Linked DNA regions of Gossypium hirsutum: region 2 is linked to region 1. A link is a contact called in public Hi-C data. All regions are on one chromosome and are shown on one strand. The core of a region is the stretch at or near the end of the contact, and the rest is flanking DNA. Distances in the headings are between cores, read along the strand shown. Region 1 has its middle 10 kb from the start of LOC107920047. Region 2 holds the start of LOC107920744.

What was found. Hi-C and Micro-C count contacts between places; a contact is called where the count stands out from the background.
Region 2: a Hi-C map of leaf shows a contact between it and region 1, with 1.7 times the contacts expected there. The contact joins the promoter of LOC107920744 here to the enhancer-like site in region 1. A contact is called at or near these places in 2 of 34 Hi-C or Micro-C datasets (both in leaf).

The regions. Positions count from the first base shown.
Region 1 is chrD13:15,042,350-15,046,438 of Gossypium_hirsutum_v2.1, forward strand. No RefSeq gene overlaps it. Among protein-coding and RNA genes, the nearest start is that of LOC107920047, 10 kb to the left of the region's middle. Within about 2 kb of position 2,607, at least 8 of the 9 cell types and tissues checked have an H3K27ac peak or open chromatin away from gene starts, as enhancers often do. A contact at or near this core is called in leaf, where this site is marked.
Region 2 is chrD13:15,268,086-15,272,165 of Gossypium_hirsutum_v2.1, forward strand. It overlaps LOC107920744, which reads right to left and starts at 1,821. Exons shown (of 2, transcript XM_016850589.2): 1 at 764-1,821. The coding sequence starts at 1,724. The coding sequence ends at 780.

The sequences.
Region 1 (4,089 bases), core at 1,357-3,856:
CTAAACTAAATAGAAATAAATTTAATCTATATTAAATCTATTAAATCGATCTATATAAAAAAAATTCTATATAATTTAGATGTAAAATATACTAAAATATAAAATAAACTAGAAAATAAAAATGGAGTCAGTAATATTAGTAATATTATATTACTATATTAATATATAATATACTAATAGAATCAATATAACATATAATATAATATAAAAGAAATATAACTAAGATATAAAATATTTCCTTCAAGGACATGCTAATAGGGTCCAAGAAATCGTTGGGGAAAGATGTACTAGAAATAGATGTGGATGATGTTCAGTTGCTTGAGGGTGATGTGACTGTTGGAACAGAGGATTACATTTCGTCGATTAGATTTTCTAATAGTGTTCATCAGATTTTGTATAGGAGAATGTTAGGACAGTTATCGTGAAACTTTTGAGAAAGAAAATTGGCTATCATACACTCTCAAATAAGATCTATAATTTGTGGAAACCTTCAACTCCTATAACGATTATGGATCTAAAAAATGATTATTTTTTGGTCAAACTACAAGAGGAAGATGATTATGTTCAGGCGCTTACTGAAGAACCGTGGATAGTATTTGGGCATTATCTTACTGTGCAACCTTGGACTGAATACTTTTCCATGAGCCAACCGTTCCCGCCGAATGTTGTCATTTGGATTCGATTCCCAGGTGTTCCAGGGTTTATGTATTGAAAAACTCTTATCAAATCTATTGGGGAGATTGTGGGTAGAGTCATCAAGTCGGATGATAACACAGGGAATGCCCTGCTGGGTAGGTTTGTTCGCTTGGCAGTTATGGTTAACCTGAATAAACCATTAGTTCTAGAATTAAAGTGGATGGTCGGGTGCAGAGGGTAGAGTATGAATCTCTTCCTAATGTATGCTTTGCGTGTGGCCATTATGGACATATGAAAGAGTCATGCCTGACTTTGTATGTTCAGGAAAAACTAGGAGGTGAAAATGTTGATTTGAACTTGGAAACACGATCCAATGGTTCTATGGTTAATCATGAAGGAGCTGACGAATTTGGGCATTGGATGTTAGTTGACCAGTGGTCAAGGAGGCCTGATCGATGTAAGGGCTCTGGCAAGGTTGTTAAGGAAAGTGCAAACCTTAAGGGATCTCGATTTAATGCTCTACTTAATTTAAAGGACAATGAGATTATGGGTGAGCAAAACTTGATTCGACTCGAAAAAATCGAAAAAAAATTTAAATTTCGAGTTAAACGAATCGAGTTATTCGAGTTAACCAAGTTATTCGAATCAACTCGATTTTTTTTTTCAAATTTCGAGTTCGAATCGAGTTGAGTTTTCGAATTCGAATAACTCGAATAATTCGAATAATTCAAATATCAAACTATAATATTTTACATTTTTACCCCAAACTCCCAAACCTTTTTACTTTTCCCTCAAAACTTTTACTCATTCCCACTTTTCCCCCAAAACTTTTACTCCCCTACCCTCCCAACCCCACAATCTACCCAAAATTCATTTCCCACCGAAATTTTACTCTCCCATTTACTTTTTCTCAAAATTTTACTCATAAAAACCCTCAAAACCTTTTATTTTCTCCCAAAATTTTTACTCCCTCCCACTTTTCCTCTAAAACTTTTATTCCCTTCCCATCCCACCTCCCATCTACCCCAAACCCTCCCCCCTCCAATTTTTTTTAATATTTTCCCTCCAAAATTTTACTCCCCACTATTTACTTTCCCTCAAACTTTTATTCCCAAAACTTTTTATTTTCCCCCTAAACTTTTACTTCTCACCCTTTACTCTCAAATAAAAAATCAAAATTATCCAAAAAAAAATCACTAAACATAAATAGTAATAATTTTATTTATATCTACTATTTATATTATTAAATTAAATTTCACATTTTCTATTATTTATATTATTGAATTGTTTACTCATATTGAATATTTATATTAAAATTGAATTATTAATTATGCTATAAAATATTCGTGTTAAAATTTTATATTGGTATCAATTTCACATTTTATTTTTAAAATAACTTTTATTAAAAAATCATATTTTTATATTTAATATATTTTTTAATTCCAAAATACATAGTGACAAGAATCTGAAGATAATTGAAACAACTAAGCAAGCAAAGAAGCTAACCAGTATATAAAAAATTAATAAATAAATTATGAGGTGATGAAAGTTAATAAAAAAATTGATTAAGGTGGACAAATTTTATTACGATGGGTGACGGTGGTTAAAAGGACCCAAATTTATTTTTTAAAATTTAACTCGAACAAATATATTCGATTCGATTCGAATTCCATCTCACTCGACTCGATTCGAAAAAATTTCAAATCAAATTAGGATGATAAAATATGATTCGTCAACTTGATTAACTCGAAATTTTTTTATTCGATTCGATTCGATCGAACGCTCACCCCTAAATGAGATACATGCTGTGCAGAATATCCTGCTTGAATTTAATGCTAAATCAAAGGGAAAAGATTGGTCATTTATGACAACCCTTTGGGTGTTGATAATTCCATTTTGGACCGTGGGAATGGCAAAGACTTTGGGCCGTATGACATGGTTAAAGAATTTGAGTCTGTTAACATGAGAAGCCTGGTCATTGGTAATACTTCAAATGCAGCTGGTGGGCCCATAGGTGCTTCAGAATTTGTGGATGGAATGGGTCATATCAGGAAGGACCCGATTCCTATGGATAAACTGGGGTCATTTAACCAATTTGAAGCTAAAGATTTTTTTTTTGCAGGAAACGTCTATTGCACAGCACATTTCACCGACAACGAGTGGGGGTTCTAATTTACTGGTAGAGAGGGCCTTGAAAACTATGCTTAATATGGATAAACATTCGACTGTGATTTTTGTCAAAAATCAATACCCTAACCTACTGGAAGACGGATGGAGGACTAATAAAAAGCTGGAGGTGGCACTGGGGAGCGATTCTGGAATGTCCCTTCATATAGAGGGGGACCCAAACGTGGTAAAAAATTTTCTATATCTTTAAGGGGTAAGAGCAGCAATTTTAAGAGCCGAGGGTTTGAGCGATTGCTTATTTCGGAGGCAATGAGTCGTATTGTTGACGATATTGAAAGAGTGGTTACCAATTCCATTTTTGAGGCGGAGGATGGTAGTAAGCTAGTAATAGATGGTATATAGACACCTTGTGAGGTGAAGTTTCTTTTCTTGCCATTTATGTAATTGCCTATTCTTTTTGTTTGGAACTGCCAAGGTTGTCCAAGTCCTAAATTCATCAAGGTGGTTAATGATTATTTTGTGGAGCATAAAGTTGAGATAGTAATTTTCCTTAAAACTCAGGTTAGTGGTCCTAAGGCGGACAAAATTATTTCTAAGCTTGGTTTTGACTTCTCTCATAGAGTAGAAGCTCGGGACTTTTTCTGGGGGAGTTTGAATCTATTGGAAGAGTGGAATTTAGATTCAGGTATTGAATAATAATCCCCAACTTATTCACAGTTACATTAAGAAGGAAATGGAGGTTCAAGGTGTTTTTGTGACTTTCGTTTATGGTATTCTGGACAAGCAAAAGCGTAGGGATTTATGGAACTGGTTGAATTTAATTACTCGCTTTGTTAATGGGCCTTGGTTATTGGTGGGTGACTTTAATGCTTACCTATCACCGGATGAGAAAAGAGGGGGTCGATCGGTGTCCTCTGGGTGTAAACTGTTTCAAGATTTTATCATGGTGAATGGTCTTAAAAATCTTGGACTTAAGGGGCCCCAATTTACTTGGAGAAGGGGGACTACATTTGAGAGACTGGATAGGGCTATTGGTAACTTTGATTGGTTTTGAATGTTACCGGATATTTTATTTTTTCACCTCTGACATTTGAAATTAGATCACAAGTAGCTTTTGCTATCAAAGGATTCTTCTATTGTTAATAGACCAATTAGCCATTTTCACTTTTTGGCTTATTGGGTGCAACATTCATCTTTCAGAAATTTTGTTTGTGAGAATTGGAAATGTGGACAGAATGTAACACCCCTAACCTGTATCCATCGTCAGGATAGGGTTACAGAGCATTACCATAAAAACGTAACTTAAAATCATCCATTTCAAAAACA
Region 2 (4,080 bases), core at 571-3,070, 220 kb after region 1:
ACTCGTGAAAATATGAGTATTCATAGTGCAAAAAAAACAAAAAATATTTTTTAATTGATGTCTCTGGTGTGCCAGACAGCACTGGTAAATTTATTTTTAAAATTTTGTATCAATTAAAATAAATTGAAAAAATATGAAAAAATATTTTTTTATGGATACTATGTCAAAGCCTATCAGCATCACTTTAATTACAAAAAAAAAAAAAGAAACTAATTGATGGGTTGGTTGTGACCTACCACATTTAAAACTTGGCAGGAGGAGAAGGGGTTATATGAAATTGTGATTCTACGTTATCATTATTCTTTTCTAATAGGAGAATGACAAATTAATTTTTTACTTTTGATTTTTAGCGTTTTTAATTGGATTTGAATTTATTGAGATGAAAATTTTGGGAGGAAAAATATGAGGATAGGGGTCACCAGAAACCAAAGTTTAACAAAACTAACCAAAAGTGAGTTGTGCCCAAGTTACCTTCATTGATGTAAAAGCTAGGTAAACTGCCTCCTGCTTCGCTTACGTTTTCCTTATTTTAAAAGCATAAAAAGTCAAAGAACCTCTTAATTACACATTAATGTAATTATAACTCTTCATTCTCCTTCTCTCCTAATTTTTCTCTGTTTTGATTTTTTCTTTTCCTATCTACTTCTCAATCGCTTACGTGTTAGTTTTTCCACCACCGGTGAAAGCATGTTATCTATGCAAAGCAAGACTTAAAAAAAAAAAACAAAAACAAAAAACAGAACATAAATGGAACTCGAATTACCTGTTTTCATCAAGCATTAAACCATTGAAACAACGCGAGGAACTTTCGCATCATCCACAGCCAAACTTGAACACTTAACTGCAAATTCCTCATCTTCAGCAAGCTCTCCATGTAGAGCCGTGGCATATATATAGGAAACTGTATTTGCAGCTAAATTACAAAACATTAACATCATAGAGAAGGTGGAAGTGACGTCCATATTCAAAACAAATAACCAACTTGTCCATTTATCAGCAGCTGAATTCCTGTATGTCATAACTGAGCGCCAGGTATTAATGGAAATTACGAAGCCGAAAAGCAGTATAATCTTCAAAGCAACCCCTTTCATTCCTTTAACTAAATTTCGACTTCGCTTTAATGGTTCAAACCCCCAGCTTGATTCAACGACGACGACTACGTAAGCAAATATCCAATTCACTTGTAAATGAACCACAATAAACAAGAGAATAATCACGTAAACAAGGCAAAGGAAAATAAAATAAGGTGAAGGGTAATGAACTTGGAAGCCTAAAATGACTACTGCAGAAAAGGCTAAACCAAGGATCAAACTGATCCCAGAAACGATAAGCTGGGTTACAAGGCAAGTCGAGAAGAGAGGGAAGAAGGAAGTGAAAGCCGCCTTAATAGCGGATAAAAGCTTGATGGGTCGACCGTAAAAGCCGTGGAAAATGCTATAAGTGATGGAACCGGTGGCCAACAGGGAGAAGATAGAGATGGGGATGGTGTAAAGGACATTTAGGATAAAGATTTTAGTGGGGAAGATGGAGGGATCTTGCTGAAGGAAGCTGAGGTAGGATTCAATGGCGATGAAGGGGTAGATGGATAAGAAGAAAGAGAAAGGGAGGAGGAAGAGGAGTGAGAGAGCTAGGAAGTGGCGGGAGTGGGCTTTGATTATCCGGCTGTACCCAGAACGGATGGCCCAAAGGTCGATCTTTAAGAGTGGTGGTGGTGGCGTTGCCATGGCGGAAGGAGGGGGAGATAATGCATGGAAAAAGGGTTTTATAGATAAGTCAGAAGGGTCAACTTTAACTAAGGTGGATATTGAGACACGTCATTTCCGGTCAACTTTTTGGTCCTTCAATCATAATTTAGTGGGAGAAAGGTTGGTTTCACGTAATAACGCACTAATCCCTTATTTCAAAATACTTTATTTATCATTTTAAACCTTTGGTTAATAACAATTTAAGTTCTCAATCTATTTCCTAATTAAAAATCTATAACGATTAGAATTTATAATTAGTCTTTATGCCTGAATTAATTATAATTTCATGTAAATTAGTTATCCAAATTTAAATTCATCAATACACTAGCTCTACAAATATTACTATTTAATATTTACGGATTCAATTTATGAAAACGAAGTCTTGAAATCGTATTTTTTGACACCACTAGAATCCTAGTTATTAGATTACTATTATAAATCTTGAATATATCTTAATAATCAATAGATTATATTTTAACAACGAACAGATCATTCAGTATTTATAGGGTTCATTATTACCATAATTCACCACTTTTATCTTTTCATGGATTGATAGGAATAGAACTTTTACTAGTCTAATTCACTATATTATCACTTCACGATTTAATAGAAATTGTTATCATAATTTTTTACTTGTCATCTCACTGTGTAACAGGAACTTTTCATCAGAACTTGTTTACCATAACTTTTTATTTTATCATTATCTTTTATTATTCAACAGAGGCCCAACATAGACTTAACAAAAGGCATAGGATATAGGAAAACAATACAGTAATGCACCGAAGTGCAATAACAGAACAGAGTAGCATCGGAGTGCTATGTCAGAACATGACAACATCGAAATGCGTAATTAGAATAAAGAGTGTGTTAATTTTTCCTTAATGGCATGTCATCTATATCCTATTAGTTCATATCTTGTCTACTTGGGCAACCACATGAGAGTCTATTTCATTTTCTCATTTTCAGAACATAATTTGCATACTTTAAACTTATTTCAGTTTAGTCTTTTTTATCATGAAATTCACTATTCTTTGTAATTTAGTCTCAATTTCACTTTTCATACATATACTATTTCATCACACTTTCTTAAACATTCTATTTATCAATATAATATTTCACAATTTAACTATAATTTTACACATTTTCAATCATTATCTTTCCACAACTTAAAGAACAATTGTAATTTGAATTACAATAATCGTGTATTTTTGCATTCTTTACTACATTCTTCACTTATCAAATATTTTCTTGTAAACTTTCATAACTTTTCAATTTAGTCTTTTTTTGGTCATAAAAGTTTAATATTCACTAATTAATCATATTAAATCAATTTTCTTTCTTCTTAGACTTTAATCACACAATTTATCTCAATATCTTGTTTCACATATCAATTTCTGTATATGTCACTTTTATTATTTCATCCACATATTTTCTCAAGTTTGAAAATTTAGTCATTGGCATCATAAAAATTCCATATTTTCCCACAATTTCACCTTTACAATACTTTATGCATGTTTCATCATCTCATAACACATTAATTAACTTATTCACATATTAAATTGTTTTACACTTTATTTTACTAATTTACGACAAAACTTCGCCAAGTTTACAATTTTAATCCTTAAATAACAAGAGCATTCATGGATACTTACCTTTTCCAACTTAGAATTAATTGCTCTTCCATTTTTCCACATCACTTGATTCATTTTCTCAATCTCTTTCTTCAACATCATATCACAACATAAAACATTCCATGAGTAATCTTCACTTTAACATCTTTTCTATACTTTTCTAACAAAATTAAACTTGAAAACAATATGAAACCTTCACATTCATACCTTGTTTTCTTGGAATCAAGCTTTAGCTTACTTTCTCTCTCCTCCAACTTCTATATTCTTGAATCTAAATTGACATTCTTACTCTCCATAGTCTTCTTATCATTTTTCTTTCTTGATGGTTATGGAAATTCGTTTGAGTTCTAGGTGAAAATGGTGGACTTTTTATGAAATGACCAAAGTGTAAAGAAAACAAATTTTCTCCTTATCATGGATGGTGCTATGTGAATAATTGAAAAGATGAACAATGTTTTCTTTTCAACTTTTCCAATTCCTTAACTATTAATTAATTAATAAAAATATCTAAAAATAAAATAATAAAAAAATATTTCAACCAAATAAAATACAACACCAATATCCATAATAATCTTGATGTTTTATGATAATATCTTAATTGAGAAATGACTATTTTACCCTTCAACATCCTTCACAATTATTTACTAGAATCATCACTTAATTTGATAAAATTACAATTTAGTCCCTTATATTTCTCCACTTAT